2 separate regions of the Oryzias latipes genome follow, and region 1 is linked to region 2. The links are chromatin contacts, called in public Hi-C maps. All regions are on one chromosome and are shown on one strand. Each heading gives the region's core, a stretch centred on a gene start, on an enhancer-like site or on the middle of the called end of the contact. The rest is flanking DNA. Distances are from core to core; before and after follow the strand shown. Region 1 holds the start of LOC101155998 (cytochrome b5). Region 2 holds the start of vat1l (synaptic vesicle membrane protein VAT-1 homolog-like).

Region 1 (6,762 bases), core at 2,849-5,348, 160 kb after region 2:
AGCATTAAAATAAGTTTGCTTTTTTTTTTTAAATTAAATTTAATAAGGAATCTCATTCCTGCAGTGCATTTCTTGTGGGTTAAATAATATTACACGTTAATAAACTGGGGGGAAAAATGGTTTAAAATTTGAACATCTTCCTACACCCTTTAGCTGAAAAATACTATAAAAAAATATTGCAACTTTTTAGGAGTTTAGCCTGAGGCTTTTAGTGCTGCAAACATCATAAAAATGCCCACAAGATCCTGGAGGAGCTTGTTATTCAAAGGTTACAGACATAATAAAGCGGCAGAAAGATCCCACACCCATCACAATGACTTACCTAGATTCCTGTGAACTGGAAGCTTCTACATTCTATAGCAGAGACAATACAGATGATAAATTGAATAAGATGTTTAAAAAAAACATTCAGGATTCTCAAAATGATTTAGCGAAACAACTAAACTGACCTTTTTTTCCTTTTTTCTGTCAGCCTGAAACACACACACACACAGACAGACACACACGCAGAACAATTACTTCAATTTGATGCATGAAACACGTCATTTACGTCACAGCTGTTTTATTTGTTTAAGTATTGTAGAGTTCATACAATATACATTTTAGAGGCAAACACTAAATCATTCTAGATGTTGAAGGATTTCCCAGCATACAAGCACAGCCTTCCCAAATGTTTCCTCCAGTAAAGTTTTGAATGACATAGAGGTAACATATTAAAAAATAGGCTTTGGATGAAATTGATAGCAACCAATGTTGTTCCCTACTTTGGCAGAAATATTCAGTAGAACAAAAACTGGAGAAGAGATTTTCTAAGTCTTTTAAGAATTGTTTACTCATTTGTTTTTTATTTTATGCCACTTGTATATAAATGGAAGCTATAGTTATTAATTTTAACATGGAAACGACCCTATTAATACAGCAACTTCAAGCTTAAACCTGGTTTTGGCTTCAGAAATGCATTTTTCACATAGCTCAGAACCCGTCCCTCAGCTTTTCCTGTGGAAACGCATTAAAGGATTTGCTTTAAGAACTGCACTAAAACGAACACTGCATTTGGTTTGCTTTTTAGGGAACAGACAGCTATGACTGTAGATAAAAACAAACCTAAATCACTGTGAAGCTGCCCTTAAATGCTATAAATTAAATGAATGACTCAAATATATTTTATGTGGTCTGCACTTTTTGTTTTCCAAGACAAATACCTTGTTTTGGTCACATATCCAGGCTGTCAAAGGAAGGGACTTTACTACTGAAAACAATGTTTGCTCATGTGACAGCCCATCTGAAGTTGTAACAAACATTTAACATGTTTCATTTTATGAATCAAATGATTCAAGGTGCTGCAGGTATCAAACCTCTTCATTTTACATGCAAGAAATGTTGTGGGTTTAAGAACTTGATCTGCCTAATTAGATTATCCCTGGATGACAACCTGCAAAAAAAAAAACTTGACCTAAAGTACCAGATAAATGGGTGAGAGTGTAAAACCATGTGACCCAGCTAGAATGTCAAGTCTTTTCTTACCAGGTGCAGCTCTCCAATGTAGTACTGTTGGAGCATCTCTCTGGCATCCAAGGAATGGCCTACATCCTCAAAGCTCTCTGTTGCATCAGCACCCCCCTGCTCCAGCAGAACCTCCTCACCCCCTGGATGCTGAATCAATGAAGAAGGGAGTTAGTTTAGATTCGGAAAATCCGGTTTTCTTTTTCTAACTTGGGCTGGTAAAACTGGTATTTCTTTACCTTACTTTACCATTAAGGTCATACATTCCTTCTATACTTTGAATAACTAACTTTTTGAAACCAGAACCACAACCACAGACCGAGTGGACCACAGAACACACTTATGATGTTACACTGATGAAACCATAGGTTCTGATGGGTTTTATTTGAATTCTGTATAAATACTATGTAAGGTGAGGAAATATTTTACTCAAGTTACAAATAAACAAGACCAAACTACTATATTTTCCTAAATTATCTTCAATGTATATTCATTTATTAATAAATAGTTGAACAGTAAACGGGCATTACGTAAATAGTTAAATTTATAAAGAGACAGTGTTGCCATTCATTTAAACACAGCTTTCACCGGATCAGTTTATTTAAGATGAACTATACTTTTGGGGGAAACATACGAACCATGACCCGGCACACAATGAATACGGATAAGAGTAACAAACTCAAACTTTATTTATATAGCGCCTTTCATTTTGGTTAAAAACACAAAGCGCTTCACATAAAAACAGATAAAACAGTCATAAAAAATGAAAGTTGTTAAAACGGAAAACAAAGGACAATCACACAAAGAAGGGACCCCTCCCTCACCACCCCCCGCCCCCACCCCCACCCACCCAGTTACCCCAGAAATTTAAGGCTCGGCTCTGCTGTGAGGAAACAGTATTTGGGAATCCCTTTATACCAGGAACCCACTCTGCCATAGGAACATCGCCACAGTGTCCACCCATACCGGGACAGCAAAGGAGTCCAATTCCCAGCCGTGAGGCTGCAAAGTTAAACTCCGGCTGCCCCAGCAAGGGCAGCTGGAGTTTAAGCACTTATTTCTGCTGTACAAAAAGTGTCTTGCATTAATAAATAATGTGCATCTTTGGATTCATTCATTCAGTTGTGTTATTTAAATTTATATAAAAAGGGGAAATTATTTATCAAGACATCATAAGTCTGTGATCCAAAATGGATCATCATGGAGATAGTGGGATGTTAGAGATGGGGGAAAAAGAAAGGGACGAAAATGGGGGTTATAGAAGTTGAAGGATGGCTAAAGAAGTATGAGGCAGTAGAATCACAAAGAAACAAGTTGCTGGAGGTTTATCGTCATTACTGTCAGGTGCAGATGCTATTCAAAAGGGCTCGGCCTGTCACCAGACACACTCAAATATTACAAACATACCTTCACACACATACATCTTAATACACTGTGGCTCAGATGTGACGTGATCCACGGCTCATGGCCTAGCCAGAGAACTCAGGGATCCCCCTTTTTGCCAGAAGAGAGGGCAGCAAGGCCTGGGACAGTGGGGTAGGGGACAGAAGGTCACTGATCCCACCTTGTGTAATGTGTGTGTGTTTGCTTGAGTGTATTAAGTGGTGGAGTAAAGGGATGTGTGTAATAAAAAGTGTAGTTAAAAGTAGTTGGCTGGTAGAGAAGGGCACAGTGAGGACTTATCCTATTTTGTGAGCAGGTTTGATGTTTTTCTAATTGTACCTTTTCCTGATTTTAATGTTTTTCTATTTCTTCATATCAAGGAGAAACCACAATAGAGTCCACACCCAGATCTTATGAAAGGACACCCTGAAGGTGCACTGAAGTTGTGTGGAGTCATGATTGTCCAATGTACATGTTATTATCTCTCTTTGATTTAAGAAGAACCAGGGGTGTTTGAATGCTAACATTCACTTATGATCTTTATAATCAACCATTTCTCTTTTGAAGGGCGGTTCTCTGCAAGGCCTACTTATTTAAGATAAGGCCATTCCGAGGACTGGTCTCCGATAAGAACTTGGCAAGTTACTCTCTAACTCTTGGTTGTATAATGGCAACAGAGAAGAGTAAACCAACCATTTTTCAACAAAAAACATTTTGTTAATGCATAAAAAAGACAAAACATGTATTGTGAACTGAAACAAACAGAGCCTCTTCTTACCTCTTCTACGAAACTCGAGATGTCGTATACCTTATCGTGGATTACCAGCCATGTGTCATTGATCATGTTGTGTACTCTTATCTCCTCTAATGTAAAGTATTTTAAGGCATTGTCGACGGTTTCACAATGGTCACTATTTGTGCTTTTGCCGCTCGACTTTAAGTTAGCCTCCTCGACCATTCTAGCGAGATACAAAAAAAACAAAACAAAAAGTCGTCTAGGTGTTGGCTAATGTTAGCCTATGTTAGCCAGGTATGGATTTAACGACTGCGACTTCAACGGTGTTCTAAAAAAGACGCAACTGAAGGGTAGCTACTTAATGTTTTCACGGGTACAGCGAATAAGAACGTAGAAAGGCAGAAGTAGACAGCGCCACCGTGCTGTTTATTACGAAATCATGAAACAAACCGGTACACTAGAAGGGACGTAGAACTGACCAATCATGTGTGTTCTAGTTTGCCAGCAGACCCGTGGTCATCAACCAATGAGTGGGCGAGATTTTGAGTGGTGGCCAATCAGATCAGCCACCTTGTGATCATGAGACCAAAGAAATGCGCAAAGGTTGTCAAGTGTGTGCTGTCATTGCGCATGAGAACATGACTTGCGTTTTTCGTGGCGTGAATAATGTTGTTAAAAAATCTGGGTAACATTTTATGGTTTGTAGTTTTTAATATATATTTTAAAAAAGGTCTCCTCCATCCATTCGAAAATTTGCAAAACACAAAGTAGGCAGCAATACATCCAGTTTCCATATTTTCCTGCAAGATAACCTTGGGCCAGATTTATTTTTTCTTTTGGGGCAAAATCATTTTTATTTTAACTTCATAGAGTAAGTTTCTTTGAAAAAAATACACTGACAAGTCACTACTTAAAGGATATAAAGTAAACTTTGGCTAAAAGACATACTTAGAGCAAGTGAACCAAAACTGTAGTAGTGTGGTGAAAGAAAACATAAGCCACAGATGCTGGTAAACAAGTGTAAACCTTAGTACGCCACACAAATAAATAACTCGTCCCCCTATATTTAAAAATAAGGGACAAAATGACCCTTTTAAGAATAACTTCTGTGTGCAGGAGACTTTTAGGGAACAAAAAAATATAAGTCCACGTCTGTGGTGTTTAATATATAGCTTTTTCTACTAGCTTTTTTCTATGTATCTGCCGTTGCTGATTATGTGAACAAACGGTAAGCCGAATATTCGTGTCCTGAAGACAAAAAAGAGATTTTAAGTTGTTTTAACAAATTTTTATTTTATTTTATTTTTTAGAATGTCCTGTGGGTGGCAGCATAGACACTGCAGGCATGTGTAGAAGAAGAACAGAGTGCATTGTGGGATTGAAATGGCTGTTTTGGCGTCTGTAAACATTTGCGTCGTATATACGAATTTACGTTCTACTTGTTGTCTCTGTCTTCAGAAGTGAACAACATTGTCGTCTGATCTTGAAGTTCGTATGAAGGTTTTTTTCATTTGGCTCCCAGAAATAGAAGTGGCGGTGTTCTATCTTCTGGTGCTCTATGCTAACAAGTAGCTTTTGGGAAAGCTAACGGTAGCTGTTCGGCCCGAGGTAGGTCCAATTCATTTACAATAAACTGCAGTGAATAACAGTAAAAATCAAATATTTATAATCGCTTTTTGAGCAGGTCAATGTGCGTAAATTCACCATACTCAGTAGACTATGTTCAAAATCAGGTTGATCAAGGTGATTTTTCCATCAACACTTTTAGTTTGAATTATTTTCATGCGAGGAGGAGGAGGAGGAGGAGGGGGGGGGGTGGCAAGGGTTTTTGTTTCCATTTTTATTCAGGCTAAAAAAAAAGGTTTGATTAACCGAATAAAGCCAAAGTAATCTATGAATCGCAAATTAATTGTAAACATTGAGAAATTGTATAATTGCAAAGCAATATACCATGGTAAATGCGCCTTTACAAGCACAGCAGGTTTGCCTATTCCTTTTTTTCTTCTTTTTTGCAAGTCAGTCATCTAACTGAAGACTATAATTGATTTTAATTTTATATTTTCCTAGTTAACAATTTACTCTGTCGGTCAACAGCTTTAGAACATCTAAAATCCACACGATTTTAAAGAATTCAGGGCGGTAATTTCCAAATAATAACATGAAATGGTTACAAGTTCTTGCCAGCTAATAATAATAAATATTCATATTTAGCCATAATAATTATGGCTAAACTAAGAAAGTACAGATTTCTGAAATACACAAAATGTCTACTACCATGAAATAGATTAACAGTTTAAAGCTAGATGTTCATCAAGACTTAAAAATAATTTGTACAGGTGTTCCTACTTTTTTTGATAACGTGCAACATTCTCAATCTTCATGAGAGCAGGGAGTAGTTAAACAGTGTTTTACATCTAAAAGTATTTTTTTGTTTTCAAAAGAAAAAGCAGAAAAAAAACGACAATGGAAGAGACACAGCCCATCAAAACACCAAAAAGTGTAGGTATTTTGTACAGACAAATAAAGAAAGTCAAGGCGTCAGTGAGTTTTATTGTATAAAAATATAATTGTATTCATAATCAAAACGTGCACAGAAAGTTGGGAAAACTCTTGAAAGGAAAAAGTCTGGAAGATCCAAAGTCGCCGCTGAATTGGTGAACTCATTTTGTGGGACTTAACAGGCAGGTTAAGGTTCAACAGCTTTTCTACATAAGGTATTGATCAATTAATAAAATGTTGAAATATTTGCTTTGTGTCACAGAATCTTTGTCAAAAAGGTGAAGCAAAGGCTCCACAGTCTGTGATACCAACTGTCAAACATAGAGGAGGATATGTGAGGGTATGGATCTGTTTTTCTGGGCCCAGGCTCAGTGGGTTGCACAGAGAGGAACCTAAAACCAACAGAAACTACGGCATTCTAAGCTCACTACTTTTATTTTGTTGTATACATTTAGTTGGTCAAGGGCTAATCCTTCAACAACATAATGACTCCAAATAAAAATCCAAGCATTGCCAGAACTACCTTAGAATAAATAACAAAATGGTAATCTTTGAAACATGGAGATCCCTGCACATCCTTCAAACTTGTGGATGGAAAAGGAAAAGCAAAGTGGCAAGCATTTATGTGAACCCCTGCAGGA
Region 2 (6,598 bases), core at 1,218-3,717:
ACAAAGCACAAATATAACCAACCTGGGACTTAAAAGACAGTTGTTTTTTTCATTGTAAAGTATTAGTGTTATCACAACATGTAGGGTCTTACTTCCAGCCACAACTAGAGCCACACACTACACAATGCAGCCGCTCTCAGAGATGAGCCCTGAGTTGCCATGGAGACCACAGCCACACAAGCCCAAATGAGGCATCCGGTAATATCTGCATCCTTGCGTGGCCTTCTGCCCTCAGCTGCATTCATATTATTACATTAAGGGGCTCGAGAGCAAGGCTGCAGCTACCTGAACGCAGTAAAACAGCTCATCAGAAACCAAAAAGAGGACTCTCTTACGTACGTTCGGATGCCTTTTGCATACTTACTTCTTGACTTCTTGCATAAAGTCAATATTTCTATCGAAAAGGTGAGTCACAGAGTCTTTGATGGCTGAGTGCTTGAAGCAAGATGCGATCCCAAAAACACTTACTTTAGGTACAGTGGCACACAGCTGAGCCACAGCCTGACCCTGAAAGAGAAGTTTGTTTAAAGAAATTCAGTGATGTATGCACACTTACAAAAGATAGGTAAAATATCTTCTTCAGGTTAACTTACACTGTCAATTTGGAGAAACATTGGAAATAGTTATGTCAGGACTTAATTTCTTTTTGAGGAAGATTCCCACAAGAAATGACTTACTACTCCACCTCCTGCCGAGTGGACCAACACTGACATCCCTTCTCGCAGATTGGCAACCTCAAATAGCATCATATAAGCGGCCACAAAGTTCAGGGAGAAAGCTGCTGCCTCCGGAAAAGTCATTTCATCCGGCATCTTGTAGACAAAATCCACCGGCGTGCAAACCACCTCAGCCCAGGCATTATAATTCACAAAAGCCATAACTCTGTCTCCTATCTGAAAGAAATAACTCAGGGTAGTTCTGACAGGAGGTGGGTGATGTTTGTGCATCACATTTACAGAAATATTCATTTAGGATCCAAATTTTGGAGCAGACTCAGGTCATTTCACCAACCTCAAATCCCTTTGTCTTTTCGCCCACTGACTCAACTATTCCACAGCACTCGAATCCAGGAACCAGAGGGGGTTTGGGGGGATTATCAATATTCCCCTGACGTACCATCAAATCCAGGAAATTCAGGCCACTGCAACACAGAAAGATGAGGGTCGAGTCAGTTATTAAACATTCAATTCCTCCAAATTTCTAAGCTGCCTCTGACAAAGCTACATTTGAGCCCTTCAAAAATGAAGACAACATTCGAGCTATTCTTTCATTGTTATCAGCAGCGAGTCACAGGTTAGACCTCTGTGGACACAAGGCCAGATTCCACAAATATTTTGCACTGAAAAAGATGGAGTGCACTTTAATTATTAATTATTTGTGAGCGTGCAAAAACCTCAGAAACAACAATAAACAAAAATAAATAGTCAATATAAAATAAGGCGCTTTGAAGGGGGGCAAAAACACACTAAATTTGACAGTAAGATGCTAAAAACCAATTGGAAGGGAGCTTTGATGATCCTCCATGAGGAGGAAAAGACCTGTGGCTTCATGAATGCAAATGTCTCGGTGAGGAGCTTTACAGTCTTCAGGCTGGGAGTTAAAAAAAAACAACAACAAAAAAAAAACAGTCCTCGACTGCAGCCTGTAGATGAAACACATGACAGAGGCTCGTATTTACCAGGCTTTGACGCGGATCTTTACTTCTCCATCCTGAGGCTCGGGCATTGCCTTCTTGGTCACCCGGAGTTTGTTGAGACCTCCAAACCCTGCCAGCATCACCGCCCGCATCTCTTTGCCACCGCCGGGCGCTTGCACGTTCCCCGCATCTTTGGCGGAGTTTTTGTCTATCATGCACTCGGTTTCCTCTGTCATGTCCGCTCCTTCTTTAGCCATGACGGAGACCAGCTGCTCTGCCTCTCGGGGAGTCAGTGATGTGGCGTGAGGCTCCTCTGCAGACAGGCGCTGCTTTCCCCCGAAGCAAACTCAGTCTGGGCTTATTATTCTGTCGAGGAGGACGCGATCTCAACACATTTTTTTTAAATAAAAAATACTCAAAGGAAACACCCCTTCTGCAGAAGTCACAGTCTCTCAAGCCAAATTCAATAGCCTACTTAAAGAATAGAGAGAAATATTTAATCCTTTTAGTAACATTTTCTTGTTTGGGTAGAAAGTACGCCACCTTCAGGTAAAAAGCGCAAAAACTTCCAAATTCCTGATATTGACATAGTCAGCAATGTAACATATGTGTAATTTACCAAAATAAAGGAGGAAGAGCAGGAAGTGTCCATTTGAAACAATAATGGTACATATTACTGCATGTGAATTACTTTATAAATATTGGTTTTAGTGAGGCTGTAAGTATGTTTGGATATCCTCCTAGAATAGACTAACAATCTCTTTGGGCTGCCTTCCCCCTAAAACTGCAGCACTGGGCTTCAGTGACCCATTGAAGCAAATACAGATAATTAATTATTTATATGCCAGATGTTTAAGCAAGCTCACATCAATTATTACACACATTATTTTAAAACAATAAAGTTTAAGGATAAAGACGCAAGTACCTTCAAAAATTAAATCAGCTTTTTATTTTGACATTCATCAATACACCATTATCGCACTGTCATAAAAATGGTTTCATAATGTCTCCCCCCCGAGTTTAAAGCCACATTTGTTAACTAGTAACAATGGCAGTTTACTTTGGTTGCTGAAGAGTTTTTCTTTATACTTTTTGATCTCTGAGCATCACTGCCAACCCTGTGAAAGGGACGGTTCCAACGCGACTTGATGTTGAGGAAACATTTTACCAAGCCTTTTTTTGTGCGTGTTGCAGCTTTTACAAGTTGAATATATTATTTCAGAAGAAAAAAAACAGCATCTGTGTAATCTTACCTCTGTTTTACATTTTTACCAACACTGTACAGTTGTCAAAGATGATAAAACTCATTTAGCAACAAATATTTCTTTGCATTTGTGTGAACAAAAGATGAACAAAATGTGCGTCAAGAGTTGAAGGACTTTGTCTATTGATCGGGAACGCCAGTGAATATTCGAAGACCGTGCATTCCTTGGATCTCTTCCTTGAGTGCCTGAAAAGGACCAAAAAAAAGGGAGCGGGGTGGAATCAGAATAGGATATGTATACAAATTTTGAAAATCCAGCAATAGAGCATCTTGTAAAACACAATAGACGTGTTCAGATACCAACAACATACAGGAGTTTAAGAACATTTTAAAACAATTAAATAATGAGAAAACATGTAAAATACTGAAATGTCTAAGTCAGGGGCTGGCAACCTGTACCACTCAAAGAGCCATTGGGATCAGTTTCCCTCAGAAATGAAAGCACAGGAAGCCGCCACACTAGGGGTCTAAGAAAAAATCGTTTCCCCGAAATATCGCGATAGTTCATTTGGCAATACTTGTATTGATTCAAAATGTTATGTTAAAATGATGTTTCCTTTGATCTTTTGTCCATTTTACACAACCTTGAATAGACATTTTCGTTTGTCAAACATGCAGAGGTGTTTGATGAGTGAGATGATGGAAATAAATTCACTTTGGCTACGTTCACACTGCAGGGCTTAATGCTCAATTCCGATTTTTTGAAAAAATCCGATATTTTTGCAAGGCCGTTCACATTTCCAATTAAATAAACTTTTGTGATCTCCTGTGTGACCGTGAAATGACCCAGAAGTGACCTGCATGTGCAGAAGAGAACTCAACGGTGAACGACGTCACTCGTTGGTTGCAGAGGTAGCTAACATTAACAATGGATGTCAACAACAGTGTTGTCAAAGTAGAGCTCTTTTTGCATCATTACATTTATTTTCACAAAGGAGCCAGCACAATTACAATCTTCTCATTTTAAGAAGGTATTGGAGCCAGAATTGTCTGTACCCACTGTTGTGGAATGGGGATGTGAATGTGCTGGGGCCGCACGCGTGTGTGTAAGAGAGAGGAGAGAGCGCGTGCAGTGCAGGAGGGAGTGAGGGGGGGGGGGCAGCGGAAGTGTGTTGGGGGCACGCATTCATGTGTGTTACGGAGGAAGCAGAACGGTAATAAAAGAAGGCTTCCCCCAGCAGAACCGCTATTGACTCTTTATTAACCCGCTCTGGATGATCTGAGGGTCCAATCGGGGAAGTGAACCCTGAAGGAGGATCCGCCTTCGGTCCCCCGCGCTTCTGGCCACGGTCGGAAAAGGGGAAAAAAGTCATCGCGGGAAAGGCTCAACAGCACGCTCGGCCATTTCGCTGGAAACTTTTTCAAAAAACAACCGGTTGCGATAAGAGCCCTTGACTTTGGCCTGAATAGAGCTGTCACCCCAAATATTAATCAAATTGGCGACCTTGCTTCCTTTCCACTGACTGGTCTCAGCAGCATCGTCCGCCATGGTTGATGTTTATGTTCTCGCTCCTGCCTACTTCAACGCAGAATCATGACGTTTGTAGCGTATTGATGACGTATGGGTCGGATACACAAGTGGCCTGGGTCACATTTGAAAAGATTGGATCTGTGTCGTTCAGACTGTCATGAAAAGATCAGATACTGGTCGCATAGGGGCAAAAGTTAAATCAGAATTGGGTCGTTTCAGCCTGCATTGTGAACGTGTAGCCTTTGATGCAGACTCCTTTCTATATTTTTTTAAAATCCAGTAAACCCAATAAAGTATATTAATTTTATAGATGACAACTATTTTTTTGTTAGGAAGCAGCTGTTAGTTTGTTGCGGGTCTGGAATCACAAGCGGTGAATCTAAGACCCGCCCCTCTACCTGTTCACTCCTCTGCAGCTCCAAGTTGCTTTCCCCCGCATGCAACCCCCCCTCCAGCGTGTTCTACACAGACAGCGCAACATACAGTCATCATAGCAGACAGTTGACAGGATAGTAGGGGCGCCTTTACGCAAATTTAATTAATTTCACGTGGAAATGGGTGGTTTTAGCCTAGGAAAAAATTGGCTGGGGGGGGGGGGGGGGGGGGCGCTTCACGTGCCCCCTACATGATTACGACTTTTTAGAAAACCTTTCCCTCTCATGACAGACTCTAGTCCACGTTCATAGCTGCAGACGCGCCCCCTGCGTGCATTCACGCTGCTCTCTTCCTCCTGCCTGCTCGCGCTACCCAACGGTGTTAAAGGCATCACGACATTCTCAGAACATGATAGTTATTTTACAAAACCACAGAGAGCCGCAGCACAGGCATGAAAGAGCTGCATGCGGCCCTGGAGCCGCCGGTTGCTGACCCCTGGTCTAAGTTATATTTTTTTGGAGAAATTAAAGTAAAACCAAATTTTCATTAGTTGCAGAAAACTTTAAAAAGGATGCAAGCTGTATTTTTGGAGAGTTAAAAAGCATAATTAGTTAAAATGTCAAAACTTCTAGAGGTCCTTCATTTCATTTCAGTTCAGTTTAAAAAAAACACAAGAGAATAGAAACTGAATATTAGCGTGTTTTCTTTCTCTTGCTTTACCTGGTTGACCAGCTGATGCTGCTGAACAGTTTTCTTTCCTTGAAATTCACTGGACTCTATGTGGATTTCATACATGGCCCCACAACCACCTATGCACATCACAGGATAAAACAAAAAACAAAAACAAGGTACGACTGAGTTACAGCAATTAATCAATCACAAATTGCATAGTTAATAGAGAGCTGGGTCTAAAAAATATGGTTAATATTGTATTGACCTTTACTTGCTAAATACAATATTGCTAAGTTAAATCCACTTTTGATCTTCTTTTAAAGGTAATTTCAAAAATGTGGGTTAGTCATACTCAGATTTCAGTTTTTAATGTAAAATATTAATTCAACTTTACTGCTTCTCTAATCCTTTGTGCTTAGCTTTGCTTTCTTTCTGCTGTTCTGATTCTGTTAATACCGGAGAAGGATTTACTTTAATCCATGAATGTCTGAAATATGGGGTTTGGGTCATTTTACCTTAAAAGTACGACAAAAGACAAAATTTTAGTATATTTACTCAGGTGTCATTTATTTGTGGGCAAAATAATAATGAATTAAACTTTTCGTATCACATGTCAAATGTCAATAACCATTATTTTAAATGTCTTCTTTTTTTCCTCTCTCCTTTTCAGGATTTTGAACAGGCATAAATGGAGACGCCTACTTGCTTTAGTTCGGAGCTCCACTTGCTGACATAACATCCATTTGAAACTAAAAACTATTATATTTGTTATATAATATATATATATAATGTTAAAAAGAAATAAAAACATTGACAGGTACTTCCAAACAGATCTGCAAATCGTTGTTGCCTAAAGGGTGAAGAGAGACAGGAGACTTTGTTGTCCTATAATAACTTTTAAAAACAGCCAATCACTTTTGTTTACCTGATATATCCGTAACTTTGAGCGATGATGCGGATGGAAACTTCTCCCTCAGTATGTTGGCGATGCGGACCTCTCCGTCTGTTTGCGTTGACAGACATCTTTGCAGCTGCCCGTAGAGAGAAACCTGCAGAACCGTAGACAGGAGTTAGAACGTCAGTCAGTGGGACTTAGCCGATGGGAACACGGTTAGCATGTTGCTACAGACTGATTCTGTAAGGCCATAAAAACTGTTTATACTTGGTTGCCGCAAAGAGC

What was found. A called contact is a pair of places that touch in the nucleus more often than the background predicts.
Region 1: a contact with region 2 is called in a Hi-C map of fibroblasts, with 2.7 times the contacts expected there. The contact joins the promoter of LOC101155998 here to the promoter of vat1l in region 2. A contact is called at or near these places in 2 of 5 Hi-C or Micro-C datasets (embryo and fibroblasts).

The regions. Positions count from the first base shown.
Region 1 is chr3:20,522,354-20,529,115 of ASM223467v1, forward strand. LOC101155998 (cytochrome b5) reads right to left here and starts at 4,099. Exons shown (of 5, transcript XM_004066988.4): 1 at 3,665-4,099; 2 at 1,525-1,653; 3 at 450-473; 4 at 323-354. The coding sequence starts at 3,844. It overlaps dhx38 (pre-mRNA-splicing factor ATP-dependent RNA helicase PRP16), which reads left to right and starts at 4,979. Exons shown (of 27, transcript XM_004066986.4): 1 at 4,979-5,230.
Region 2 is chr3:20,366,116-20,372,713 of ASM223467v1, forward strand. vat1l (synaptic vesicle membrane protein VAT-1 homolog-like) reads right to left here and starts at 2,468. Exons shown (of 9, transcript XM_004067103.4): 1 at 1,679-2,468; 2 at 1,012-1,141; 3 at 678-893; 4 at 365-507. The coding sequence starts at 1,893. It overlaps bola3 (bolA-like protein 3), which reads right to left. Exons shown (of 4, transcript XM_004066993.4): 1 at 6,581-6,598; 2 at 6,344-6,467; 3 at 5,467-5,555; 4 at 2,570-3,086. The coding sequence ends at 3,021.